Regions from separate parts of the Mus musculus genome. Here region 2 is linked to region 1. Evidence: chromatin contacts called from public HiChIP or PLAC-seq data. All regions are on one chromosome and are shown on one strand. The core of a region is the stretch at or near the end of the contact, and the rest is flanking DNA. Distances in the headings are between cores, read along the strand shown.

The links. HiChIP or PLAC-seq counts read pairs in DNA pulled down with a chosen protein or histone mark.
Region 2: a contact with region 1 is called in a FOXA1 HiChIP or PLAC-seq map of pancreatic cancer cells. The contact joins two enhancer-like sites. A contact is called at or near these places in 2 of 39 promoter capture datasets (cranial neural crest and embryonic stem cells) and 1 of 115 datasets of contacts at active chromatin or transcription factors (pancreatic cancer cells).

The regions. Positions count from the first base shown.
Region 1 is chr8:94,763,517-94,770,127 of GRCm38.p6, reverse strand. No RefSeq gene overlaps it. Among named protein-coding and RNA genes, the nearest start is that of Cx3cl1, 5.4 kb to the left of the region's middle. Within about 2 kb of position 2,902, at least 27 of the 459 cell types and tissues checked have an H3K27ac peak or open chromatin away from gene starts, as enhancers often do. A contact at or near this core is called in pancreatic cancer cells, where this site is marked.
Region 2 is chr8:95,362,279-95,369,637 of GRCm38.p6, reverse strand. It overlaps Mmp15 (matrix metallopeptidase 15), which reads right to left. Exons shown (of 10, transcript NM_008609.4): 2 at 4,176-4,324; 3 at 3,216-3,344; 4 at 1,403-1,710; 5 at 918-1,079; 6 at 1-157. Among named protein-coding and RNA genes, the nearest start is that of Mmp15, 14 kb to the right of the region's middle. Within about 2 kb of position 5,582, at least 15 of the 459 cell types and tissues checked have an H3K27ac peak or open chromatin away from gene starts, as enhancers often do. A contact at or near this core is called in pancreatic cancer cells, where this site is marked.

The DNA.
Region 1 (6,611 bases), core at 1,653-4,152:
CCCACTGGCAAGGAACCATTTGATAAGCAAGTGTCTGAACTGAGAAGGTAAAAACAGCTTTACCCGAACTTGCTCAGCTCCAGGGGCAGTCCGTGCTCCCTCTAGACCCAGCTTCAGCTCCAGGAGCATTCCGTGCTCCCTCCAGACCTAGCTTCAGCTCCAGGGGGCAGTCTGTGCTCCCTCCAGAACCAGCTTCTCATCTACAGATGGTTGGTCCCACCCATCTCATCCAGGTTTCAAGGAGTGACTGTTGAGATGCAGTTTGGACACAGTAGCCAGGCTTTCAGGCCCATTGACCCAATTCAAGCTCAACTCTGCCCTTCCTAAAGGTCCCACTTGGGCAGGTTACTAATGCTCTATGTACTGCAGTGTTTCTGTCTGTAGTATGCTGAGGTGGTTTGAAATTTTCTGTTTTGGTTTGGTTTTTTGGTTTTTTGAGATAGGGTTTCTCTGTGTAGCCCTGGCTGTCCTGGAACTCACTCTGCAGATCAAGCTGGCCTTGAACTCAGAAATCGGCCTGCCTCTGCTTCCCAAGTGCTGGTATTAAAGGTGTGCGCCACCAAGCCCAGCAGTGGTTTGAATTTTGACCCCCATCTACTCTTGTATTTGAGTTTTTGGCCCATGGGGAGTGGCACTATTAGCAGGTGTGATCTTGTTGAAGGAAGTGTGTCACTATGGAGGTGGGCTTTGAGGTCTCCTACACTCCAGCTCTGCCCAGTGTGGAATCAGTGTCTCCTCCTTGTTGCCTGCAGAACAGTCTCCTTCTGCTGCCTTCTGATCAAGATGTAGAACTCTTGGCCCCTCCAGCATCATGTCTGCCTGCATGCTGCCATGCTTTCCACCATGATGATAACGGACTAAACCTCTAAAACTGTAAGCTAGCCCCAGTTAGATGTCTACCTTTATAAGAGTTGCCTTGGTCATGGTGTCTCTTCACAGCAATGGAACCCAAACTAAGACAGATGCTAATGGCTACCACTGCAAGTCCCCAGGGAAGTGAATGAAACTGAGGGCTTTTTTGGTGCCCAGAACACAAGAGTGTGCTAATGTTTGCAAATCCCTTGTGTGTGCCTGGGGCTGTGGTAAGACAAAGAGACTCAGAGAGTAGCAAATAAGCCATAATTCTTGGCCCCAGTGAGCCTCAGCTCAGTAGCAGGAGGAAGGTCCAAGGCCTCCCCAGGACTCTCAAGCTGTGGGGCTGAGGCAAGAAATTAGAGAACAGTAAGCTGGCAGTGTAGCTCAGTGTTCCAGTGCTTGGCTGGCATACTGAGGGCCTGGATTCCATCCCAGACTATGAAAATAAATAATAAGAAAGGAAGGAAAGGATGGGACTGGGGGTGTGTGATTTATTTGGTAGACTACTTGCTTAGCTTGTGCAAAGCCCTAGCTTCCATCACCAGCAACACAAAATTTGGTATGCTGGCTTGCAACCCTGATCCCAGGACTTGGGAGGTGGAAGCAGAAGGATTTGAATCAAGACCACCAGCAGCTACACAGCCTGTGATATGAGTGAGACCCAGTCTCAGGAGAAGACAAAGAAGAAAATGGAGGAGGAGGAGGAAGAGGAAGAGGAGGAAGAGAAGGCAGAGGAGGAAGAGGCAGAGGAGGAAAAGGAGGAAGAGGAGGAAGAGGAGGAAGAGAAGGCAGAGGAGGAAGAGGCAGAGGAGGAAAAGGAGGAAGAGGAGGAAGAGGAGGAAGAGAAGGCAGAGAAGGCAGAGGAGGAGGATGAGGCAGAGGAGGAAGAAGAGGAGAAGGAAAAAGAAAAAGGAGAGATAAAGGGAGGAGAGAGGGATGAATTCTTTGCCCAAAGCAAGGCAAAGCAAGGCTGGCCCCTCAACCATTCTTCGAAAATTTCAAGCAATACAGAAGAGAGAACGACAGAAAGTATTTTCATAGTTCAACCTCCAAGATTCAATGCTCAACATTTTTCATATTTGCTTTATCTCCCCCCCCCCCCCGGCTAAACTATTGCAAAAAAAAAGTTTCTGGCCGCTTGGCATTTTTGCCTCCAGTGGATCAGGGTGCCTCTCCATTTTCATTCATAAGTATGCAACAATTATGATTCTTCTACCTCACAGAAACAACAGTAGCTCGCCTATGTCATGTAACACTCAGTTCACATTCCAATTTGTCCCCAAATGTATTCTTTCTCCTTCACTACCTCAAAGCCTTTTCTTCCTTCCTTCCCTTCTTCCTTTCTTCTTTTCTTTCTTTGTTTCTTTTTTTTTTAAATCTTTCTTCTTTCTTTATTTTAGGATTTATTTTCACTCCTGTTCATGTTTGTGTGTGTGCCACCTGTGTGCAGGTGCCTGCTGAGGCCAGGAAAGAGCACGGAATCCTCTGGAGAAAGGGCCATAGGCGGTTGTGAGCCATGGGAGGTGGGTGCTGGGAAGTGAACCCAGGTCCTCTGCCAGAGCAGCATACCTCTAAGCCATCTCTCCAGCCCTTCTTCACCTTTCCCACTCATTCCTTTCCCCCAGCCCCCTTCAGCCTCTCTTTCACAGGATCTCCATAGCTAGCCCAAGTAAGCCTTGAACTCAGAATCCACCTGTTTCAGTTTTACCAGAGCTGGGATATCCAAGCTTGAGTCACACAGCTGGCAACACCTGCTTTTTTTTTTTTTTTAAATCCTTCCTGAATTAGACTATCATCTAACCTTGTGCATTGCATACCGTTATTTTCTTGTACAAGTTGATACTTGCAGACCACTCGCTCATTTTTATTTTTATGACATTGACCTTTCGAAGAGTCAAGAGCATTGTTTGTACAAAGCTCTCGTCCTAACTTATCTAGTTACTTCCTTATGAGTCATCTCATTTTTTTCCCCTTATCCTGTGTGCTTCCTATAAACCAGAGCTTTAACCAACATGTTGGATGAGACCCAGAATTCACATTCAAGGCAAGACACTGGCATGAATGAGTAAGCCCGAGAGCTGTGTGTGAGCAGGGCGCTCACTTTTCCTTTGGTCGGAAGAGACGGATTAGCAGGTGAATGAGTTGATTTCGTTGTAGAAGTACTGTTGTCTTGTGACTCACAAACTTTGGGGCATGCCCTAGTCCCACAACATGCACGGAGGCAGGTTTGTTTATTTATTTGTTCCTTCATTCATTCATCCTCCTCTGGTGTGGCCCAGGCTGGTCTAGAATTTACTACACAGTCCAGGCTAGCTTTGAGTTTGAGAGCCTTCTACCTGCGCTTCTCATGTGTGTAGGTCATTAGGCTCCCAGGCAGTGTTCTAACCAAACTCTCCAGGCAGAGCCTAGTCCAGATGAAGGTGCCGGTCTCCTTGGTAACAAGAGGGGATGTCTGCACCTGTGGTTCTGAGGAAGGGGCTGCAGGGAAGCTGCAGTTGTACCAGGACCTAGTGTTGACAGAGGAAAACTGGGGTGTGTGGTGGGGAGTGTGGGGGGGTGGGCGATTTCGAGCTAAGGATGACTAGGGAAGCAATTTTAACGATATTCCACATCGTTAATTCCACATCGTTATACAGTGGAACATTTTTTGAGAAGGGGAACAGATTCTCATTTAGCCCAGGCTGTCTTTGAACTCCTCAACCCCCTGCCTCTATCTCATGAATGTTGAGATGCCAGGCATGTTCCACCAGGCTCTAGGACTTTATGTAAGAGAAATAGAACCTAGGGCTGTGAACATGCTAGGCATGCACTCTGCCAACTGAGCCAAACCTGGGGACCACCCAGCATCACTCAAAACAGACAGTAACAGACAGTACTTGTTGTTGTTGTTGCTGCTGCTGATACCATTACTGTTTCTTTTTGCATGTTGAATGCTGTTGGCATATTAAGCATGAAGATGGGTTGGCAAAATTGACCTGCAGCTTCAGGGATGTGGAAGGAAAGTTTACACAGCACTTATGTTAACCACCAACAGCAGATGGGCAGTATGCAGAGATAGAGTAAGTGTGGGAATACTGAGCAAAGGGGTGGTCTGATGGTTTGTATAACGCTCGGCCCAGGGAGTGGCACTATTAGAGGGTGTGGCCCTGTTGGAGTAAATGTCTCACTGTGGGCATGGGTTTTAAGACCCTCATCCTAGCTGCCTGGAAGTTGATATTCTGCTAGCGGCCTTCAGATGAAGATGTGGGACTCTCAGCTCCTCCTGCACCATGCCTGCCTGGATGCTGCCGTGTTCCTACCCTTGATGATAGTGGACTGAACCTCTGAACCTGTAAGCCAGCCCTAATTAGGTGTTGTTTTTAAAAGAAGAGTTCTTAGTCATGGTGTCTGTGCGTAGCAATGAAAACCCTAACTAAGACAGGTGCTATTTCTGGGGGGAGGGGGTGGGGGTGGAGAATCCTCTTAGAGCCTACTAAATTATCAGGGAAACTAGTGACCCAGGAATCAGAGAGAAACTTGTTTAGCAGATAGAGAAGATGGAATCCTCTACCAAAAAAAAAAAAAAAACCAAAAACCAAAAACCAAAAACCAAACCAAAACAACAACAACAAAAACCAAACCTTTAACAAGACATTAGAATTCCTTGGGGTCTCCAAAACCGATATCTCTAGGGTCTTAGGAATGAGCTGTGTTTAACAGCTTCCCTGGTAAACAGAACAAATAGCCAGATTTAAACATCCTTGAGCAGCGTGGTGTTTACCTTCTCTGTGTGTGCTTGCCTAGGAAGGGCTGTGTTTTCCTTCATATTTTATGTGGCACTTGGGGTTGACTAAAGCCTAGGATCTAGGGAAATGAGACTACACACCCTACCCATGAGCTCACCGCTTCTCTAGCTAGCCAGCAAGCACAGATAACTCAAGTGTAAATATAAATTGACTCTGCGATATCAGGTGTGCTGTACACTTGGGTAAAAACTGCTTTTGGTCCACAGACCACGGCCTTCCATGGTTGTTTGTTTTTTTCTCTTTAAAATCACATCCCAGCACCATGTAGATTAAGTCTTAATGTTTTTGTTTATTCCATCAACAATTGCATGAAGTATTTTCCTTAACCCTTTATTGACATGGAGAGCTGGGGAGAGTAAAAACCCACCGAGTGCCGTCCCTTGGAGCTGTAACGAGCTTTGAGCAGCACTACCAACATAGTGTTCAAGTTCCTGGCTTTAGTGAACATGGACATCCAGGATACAGAGTCTCAGCTTAGAAACACTCAAGACAAAAAAACAAAAAAACAAACAAACAAAAAAAAACAGCCAGTGTCTACAGATTCTAAACAAAAGGCTACAGGAGATGGAGTTTGGTATGAGGAGGGTCACCCCATAATCTCAGCACTTAGAGGCAGGAGGATGGGGAGTTCGAGACCAGCCTTGGATGCATAGCAAGACCCTGTGTCATACAGAAATTGAAAGCCTATTTTAGGCCACTAGGTGCCCATCCAAAGCCTGTAATTTAGAAAGGGGGAAAAAAATCATCCTTTCTTTGCTCAGAAGATCGCAGGCAACTTCTTAGAAGTTATGTTTATAGTAGTCCCAACCCACGCATGACTGTCTCCCAGTAAATGTGTGGCTAAGTGGTACAAAGTCCCATCATTGTCCTGAGAAATGGAACTTTTTTTTATATCAAACTACTTTATTACATCTTAAATTACAGTACAATTTAATATAGTGTCTCGCTTGCATCCAGCCTCCTTGTGGTACGCTGACTTTAAGATTAAGCACAAAGGTAGAAAGGGTACAGGTACAGAGAGCTCTGCAGTTGTTTGGTGGAAAGAGAAAGGGCTTCGCTGTATTCTCTTTGCCAGGCCCAGACCTACTACACAGTCTCAGCGCAGCCTTGTACGGAATACTCTCTGCTGTAGAAAACAGAATGGCATAGCCACTACTGCTTCTATGAGGGGTGCAGGACACACAAAGGCGGGGGAGAGGCCCCACAGAACACTGCTGTCCAATCGCTGCTGCTAAACATGACTTGAGATGAAAACCACAAAGATCTGCACTGTGTCAAGATGGTCTTCCATGGCTGTGGAAGGCTGTTCTATGAGGCAGGCTTCCAGGAAGTGACAGAGGCAAAAAAACAAAGCCAGGAACAAGACTGTACATTGACAGGTCAGAGGCTGCCTGAGTACCGGTTCTCTCTCTCTGGGGGGCAGGCATGGAGGAAAGAGTTTATCTGGCTTACACTTTTACATCTGTAGTCTATCTCTGAAGGAAGTCAGGACAAGAACACAAACAGGGCAGGAACCCGGAGGCAGGAGCTGATGCAGAGACCAGGGTGGGATGCTGTTGACTGTTGCTCCCTCTGGCTTTCTCTGCCTACCCTGTTTTTGTTTGTTTTTCACCCTTTTATTGAAAATAGATATTTTTTTACATAATATATCCACATCACAGTTGCTACTCCCTCTACTTTCCCAGTTCCTTCCCATCTCCCCTGCCAGTCCTTCCTTTCTGTTTCTGATGCAAAAAGAACAAGCTTCTAAGAGATAATATTAAAACATAACACAATATAATAAGAAAACAAATATGATCACGTCAAATTTGGGCAGGACAAGCCAAGAGAAGGAAAAGAGCCCAAGAGAAGGAACAAGAATCAGAAACCCACATAGACCCACTTGTTTGTATACACAAGAGTACCATAAAAATACTACACTGGAAGCCTATGTGTGTATACACACACACACACACACACACACACACACAC
Region 2 (7,359 bases), core at 4,333-6,832, 600 kb before region 1:
GGCTGGGGTGGGGGCCCTGGTTTGGGGGGCCTTTCTGGCTTCCCACCTGGATGTGGTGGCTGGGGAGGCCGAGGTGGCTGGTGATCTGGCCGTCCTGGCCGCCGGGGCCTCACAGTGGGGAGAGGCCGGGTGGGCTGTGGCTTACCATCTGGGGAGCCTACAGAGAGGAGGGGATCAGGCCGTGAGAAGGCAGGCGCAGAGTCCAGCCTGGGTGCCAGGTTCTCCTATACAAAGTGCTGGAGTCCTGAGTCTCCTTCCAGCCTGGAGAGACTTGGACCCCAACAGGGACCCCCTCCAGGAACAAGGTCCTGTCTATCCAGAGAAGATCTCTCTGTTACCAGTTCATTCCCCTACCTCCTAACCCCCCAGCCTCCTCCACACAATCTTTTTCTTAACTTCTCTGGGATGGGAGGCTACCTGCTTCTGCTTTGCCTGGGGACAGTCTCCTTGCCTGGCCAGGCCCTAGGAAGTAAGGCACCTGCGGAGTAAGGAGCAGAGCCCTGGCTTGGGCAACTTGAACTCTACCAGATGCACAGCTTAGTACTGAATTGCTGGGGATGGAGGAAGGTACATCTGTCAGGTGCCCCCCTGAGGAGGCTGACAGAAGAGCTGGCCTTGGGGAGATCTGGCCACTGTAGATTTGCTATGTAGAGTCTGGGCTAGATAGGCAGCTGTCTCACCCCAAATCCACTGGGAAGTGCTGGGAACAGACTATGGGTCCTTGGGACAACTTTAGTCTAGTAGGGATAGTGCCAAAGATAGGAGGGAGATAGGGTGGGTCATCTAAATCTTCTTGCAGTTCCAGCCTGGAGCCAGTGTGGGTTCTGGGCAAGTGACTGGGCCTCAGTTTTCCTGCCTATAGAATGGGAGCAGAGTAGTGCTTGTCTTGCACGGCTAACAGGGCACAGCCTACTCACCATACAGCTGCTGGATGCCCCGAAGGTCATCTTCGGGCAGCTGGAAGTTGTCGGTATCCATCCACTGGTAGAAGGGTGCCATAATAGCGCTGGGGTTACTTGAGTGTTCTAGCCCCAGGGCATGGCCCAGCTCATGCACGGCCACCAGAAAGAGGCTGATTCCTGTCGGGAAGGCATATTCAGTCACTCCGGTCATCTAGGCCCTCCAGGCTGCCATGGACCCTACTCTTGCTTCTCTCTTGGATGGGACTGAGCTTCTCTTACTTTTGGCTTCTATTTTCCCCATCTGAGAAATGGGTCCAACATCCCCTTCTCTTCCCACCTTCCCTTGGTGGGACAACAGACTGAGATTAAGTACAAGGCTTCAGAGTCATGAATAGGGGACATTCTCTCCTCCTGAGCCTGAAGCTACTGAGCTGGAGGGACCAGCCAAGCTTAGGCACTGCCCTGCCTGCTCCCACCCTGTCCTGGCCAGCTGTCCTCACCATGCAGGTCAGTGCTGGAGAAGGTCCAGGGTTCATCTGCGTCGAAATGGGTGTCCCCACCCAGACCAGGGCCGGGGAAATAAGCGTGGGCCAGAAAGCCACCCACGCCATCAAACGGTGAGCTGTCGCCATGGAAGCCAGAGGCAAAGAGTACCATGATGTCAGCCTCCGCTCGCCTTCGTAGCCGAATGTCATCATAGGATACTTCCTGGAAGACCAATGGTGTGACCTGCTCCCACACTTGGAAAGCCCTGCGCACCGCCTCCATGGAGTTGTACCAGCCCAGCTTCTCAGTGTAGTTCTGGATGCTGCGGGTGGGCGGGGAGATAAGAGTTAACAGGGCCCTAACAGAGATAAGGGCCTATGGGATACCACCGTCCATTGCTGCCACCTTCCTAAGATTACATAATGATGCCACGCTATCCACTCTTAGATATGAATTAGAACTTGTCACATCCAGTAATTTTTTAAGATACGGCCCTACGTTTTCATGGTGGAAGACAAGCAGATTTAAAATAAGAAAGACAGTGAGGCTTGGTGGCGGCCTATGCCTTTAATCCCAGCACTCAGGAGGCTGGAGCAAAGTGGATCTCAAAGTTCAAGGCCAGCTGGTCTACAGAGTAAGTTCCAGGCTAGCCAGAGCTACATAGTGAGACCCTGTCTTGAAAAACCAAAAAGAAACAAAGAAAATAAAAATACAGTCAGGAGGTGGGTATGGTAGTGTACCCCTGAAATCCCACCACTTGGAAGCTGGAGGTAGTAAGGTCGGGGGTTCAAGGTTAGCTTCAGCTACATCGTAAGCTTGAGCGCATACTGGGTATTACATGAGGACCTGACCTCGTCTTAGCAACCCTCCCCACACCCCCAAATCTCAAAACAAAAGGTAGTAAAAATAGTAAGTGAAAGAAAGCACAGCTCTTTGTGGCCATGGGATAGAGGCAGCTGAAGTCTAGGAAACAAGCCAAGCCACCCTGGATATTGACCCTAGGGCTAGGCAGACCCTAACTTTAGCTGTGTGACTTTGGACATTTGACTAGACAGATTCAGTTTCTCTATTTGAAAGACAGCAAAAGGGGAGGAGCTAATGCTTTCTTTGTGTGTGTGTGTGTGTGTGTGTGTGTGTGTTTGTGTGTGTGTGTGTGAGTCCTCGAGAGGATTAAGTGAGATACTGCACAAAGGATATATATACAGCCCAGAGCAGGGGCTCTCAACCTTCCTAATGCTCCGACCCTTTAATACAGATCCTCATGGTATGGTGTGGTCACCACCCCCAACCATAAAATCATTGTATTGCTACTTCATAACCATAATTTTGCTACTGCTATAAACTATGATATAAATATCTGATATGCATGTTATCTGATATGCCACTTCAGAGTGGTTGCAACCCATATATTGAGAACCACTGGTCTAGAGCCTGCATATGAAGCAGAAAGCCTGCCCCTTCCCTGAGGATTAGACTCAGCTGCTGGTGCAGATAGACTGTCATAAACCACAAGGGGCAGGGGGACACTGACCTAGTGGACCATGCATTTGCTCAAGGATCTGAGACCTGAGTTAAAGCAGGATGTCTGTCCCCCACACCTACTGACCACACTGATTCAAGAGCTCGTCTGGTCACATTAGGCCAGTATAGCTTGCAACCAGCTGGGGTCAGATAAGGACCAAGCAGGAGACACGTGACAGTGACCCATCTTTCCCTGGAGGGAGGCCCTAGATTGTGAGCTGGGACTGAGTAAGGCCAGGCCTCTTCTGGGAAAACCCAAGTCCCCCTGAGAGGGCAGAACAGCGCCCCTTGAAGCTGGACCCGTACCTGAAGGTCAGGTGGTAATTGTTCCATGCCTTTCCTGTCAGGGTGTAACGTTTCCGCCGTCGACGCAGGTTGGCTTTCACATGTACCCCAAACTGATCAGGAACCCCACATCGGGGCCGCTTCATCCACCTGGATCACAGATATAGAGGGGTCAGCTTTGGGTTATCTCTTCCAGGCAGCGTCTTGCTTCCCAATCTTCCCTCAGAGGGATGTTTTGGGGGTGGGAGACTCTGGCTTCCAGAATAGTGGGTAAAGAGATTCCATTTTAAGAAGATTGAACGCTAAGGAGTGACTCAAAAATGTATGCTCCTGCTCCTGAGTATAATCCAAGCATGGGCTGGGTTCTCTTGTGGCCTCCTGTCCCAGTTGTGTCAAGCTCGGTGCTTCTCAATGTATCTGTAGGTCCTATCAATTCTAATAGAGTAAGGCCTAGCTAGGTTGTCCCAACCAGGGGTTTGGTACTGCACGTCCCATTCTCATGCCTATAGCAGGTATCACTAATTGAACATGATGCTCTTCCTGACAAAGCTGGACTATTTCTATCTCATCTCTTTTTTTATTTATCTATTTTTTAAATGTATGTGTATGTATGTGTGTCTGCATGAATTTATGTGCATTGTATACATACAGGTGTCTGTTGGGGTTCTCAAAGATACCTAGGAACTGGAATTATAAGTGGTTGCAAGCTGTCTCCTGTGGGTATTAGGAACTGAACCCAGGGCCTCTGAATGAGCAGTCAGCAATCTTAACACTCCAGCCTCTATGTTATCTTTTTTAGCATAAGGCTTCAGGCAACCATACTAAACAATAAACATTAGCATGAAGATCAAACCATCAGTCATTCCTCATCCAGGCCACTCTCCTCTGAAAATGTCATATACCAAAGGCTCCTCAGAGCAGGCTGGAGGCCAGGAGGCCCATGGTGTCTGGAAGGGGTCACGTGGAGGGACTCGGACTCACGTTTTCGTCTCTTCATCAAGCACACCCGTGACAGGGATCCCATAGAAACTCTGCATCTCGGCAAGGGCGGAGGCCAGGATCTGGGCAGAGCGCATGGTGGACATGTGGCGGCTGGGCTGGGGTAGGTAGCCATAGAGCCGCAGCCAGTTCTGCAAAGTAGCCAAACCCGGTTTGCTCAGTCACTGCTCAGAACCCTCCAAGACCTCCCAATTCAAAGGACATTCAGTTCTTCCGGGGCCTATAAAGCCCTCACCACCCAGCCCACCTCAACTCTCTAGCTTCCATCCTGCCGACTGGTACACTATTCCTTGCCATCCCTCTGCCCCTCAGCGTGGGATCATTCTGCTCCAGGCAGGCTGCTGGGGACCCTCAAGTATTCAGAATCTCTCTAAGAGGTTAAGAGGGCACTGGGTCCTGTGGAACTGTAATTACCGGCAGTTGTAAACCATGCATTCAGTTGCTAAGGACCAACATCTGGTCCTCTGCTGGAGCAGCAAATACTCTTAACTGCTGAACCATCTCTCCAGCTTTGGAGAGAGAGAGAGATTGAGAGAGAGAGAGAGAGAGAGAGAGAGAGAGAGAGAGAGAGAGAGAGAGAGAGTGTGTGTGTGTGTGTGTGTGTGTGTGTGTATGTGTGTGTGAGGTTTTGAGACATGGTTTCTCTGTGTAACCTTAGCTTTTCGGAAACTTGCTTTGTAGATCAGGCTGGCCTCAAACTCAAAGAGATTTGCCTGCCTCTGCCACCCAAGTTCTGGGATTAAGGCATATTGCCACCAAGCTCAGTCCAACCCCTCTTTTTTTTTCAAGACAGGGTTTCTCTGTATAGTCCTGGCTGTCCTGGAACTCACTCTGTAGACCAGGCTGGCCTAGAACTCAGAAATCCGCCTGCCTCTGCCTCCCAAGTGCTGGGATTAAAGGTGTGCGCCACCACCGCCCAGCCCCTCTTTTTAATTAAAATTTTTAGTTAAGTTTGTGTGCATTCAGGTTCCCATGGAGTCGAGAATAGGGTGTTGAGTCCCTGGAGCTAGAGTTAGAGGTGACTATGAGCCCTATCACATAGCACTGGGAATGAGCATGGGTCCTCTGTAAGGACATGCTCATAACTGCTCAGCCATCTCTCCAGTACCTTTTAAAAAAATGATAGTTTTGGTTTATTCTTTGAAAATTTCTGACATTTATCCAATGCGTTTTGAACATACCCTCATCTGTGTTGGAATTTTGACTGGCTTGATCTTATGCAGGTCTTACGCAGGTTATCACATCTGCTGTCAGCTGATGCGTTCCACAGACATGCCACACCTGAGAGTCATTTTTTTTTACAGCTCTCCCTCCTATCCATCAGCTTGTAATTTTTTTCTGTCCAACCTTTCACCCAGCCCTGATCTGTTAATATAGATGATTCATCCACAGCTGAACACACACAGTCACACACACTTGGCACTTTGACCACTGGTGAGTCTCTGCATTAACCACTATCCACTGTGCAAAGAGGCTTCTCTGACCAAAGTTAAGACCAACACAAATCTATGGGTTTAAATAAAAATACTTAGAAGGCAGTCCAACAGCCTTTAACATAATATTATTTAATAGTATTTAACATAATAGCAGAGGATTCAGCCCTGGCGCCTATGGTTTTCTGGGTCATGAGCCTTTTCTCTTTCTTTTCTTCTTTCAAATTCTCATTTTATGTGAATGAGTGATTGTTTACCTATATGTGTGTGCACCGTGAGTGCCTGGCGCTCACAGAGGTTAGAAGTGGATGTTAGATTCCCTAGGACTAGAGTTACAGACAGTTGTAAGCTACCTGAACCACGCCGTCACCTGCAAGAACACACACACACACACACACACACACACACTCCTTTTTTTTCTCTTTTTTTTTTTGAGCCAAGGTCTCTCTTCTATATAGCTCTGGCTATCCTGGAACTTGCCTTGTAGACCAGGCTGGCCTCAAACTCCTAAGAGATCAGCCTGCCTCTGTCTCCTGAGTACTGAGATTAAAGGTGTATGCTACCATGTCTGGCTTTATTTATTTTGGGTGTGTATGGTCACACATGTGAAGGTCAGAGGTAGGTTCTCTCCTTCTACCACGTGGGTCCTAGGAATCGAACTCAGGTCTCCAAGCTTGATGGCAAACACCTTTATCTACTGAGCCATCTCATTGGCTCCTCTGTTCAGAATCTTTTAAGGTTTCACCAGGTAGGAAATCCAGCAGGCCCTAAAGCCTCTAGGAGTATGTGGGGGCCAGGGATTGGGGGAGGAGAGACAGGCTCAGGCAGGAGGATGTGTGCCAAGAGGATGTGACAGAGTTCTGCTATGACTTATTTATTTTATTTTGAAACAGGGTCTCTAAGTCAGACTGGCCTTTAACTTCTATGTAACCAAAGGATAACCTTAAATGCCTCATTTTCCTGCCTCCACTTCCCAAGATTACAGGTGTGCACTACCATGCCTGGCTTCATGCAGTGCTGGGGCTCAAACTCAGGCCTTCATGCGTGCTAGGCAACCATCCTACCCACAGACCTACATCTCCAGCTCCTACCATCTGCACTGGATGCTTCCTCATCTGTAAAATGAAGACCAGTGTGCTGTTACAGGGTGGCTCAGTTACCATTGCTGTGCTGAAACACCATTGAAGGGATCAGTATTCAGTATAAGATACCTCAAGACCTAGTTCTCAGCACAAAGGAGATTTATTTGCTCTGAATTTGCAGGGAATAAGAGACAAAGACAGGAGATAAAGGAGAGGGAGAAGGGGAAAGGATATTTGTTCCAGAAGGACAAGGGACTGTCTTTGGATAGAGAGGAGACAGATGTGGCCCATAGGCAAATGCAATCTATAAAGGTACAAGGGGAAACGTGGGTTAAATTTTAATTGGGCACGTTAGGTGAGCCAAAGAGGGCTTTGATTGTTAGACTTCAATACTTTGATAGCTGGACCTTGATGGTCAGCCTCAGAGGGAGGAAGTGACCAAATAAGGAAACAGGCCTTGGTGGTTAGCTCTAGGAATGTAATTTACTGGTTTTTAGCGAGGCAGAGAGATGGGGAGAAGGCAAGACCTGCCAGAGCACGGTTTGCCATGTTTGGGCTGGCTAGTGTCTCTTCAACCATGACCATGATGATTATTCGGCTTACACGTCCACATCATTGTTCATCACTGAAGGAAGTCAGGACAGGAACTCA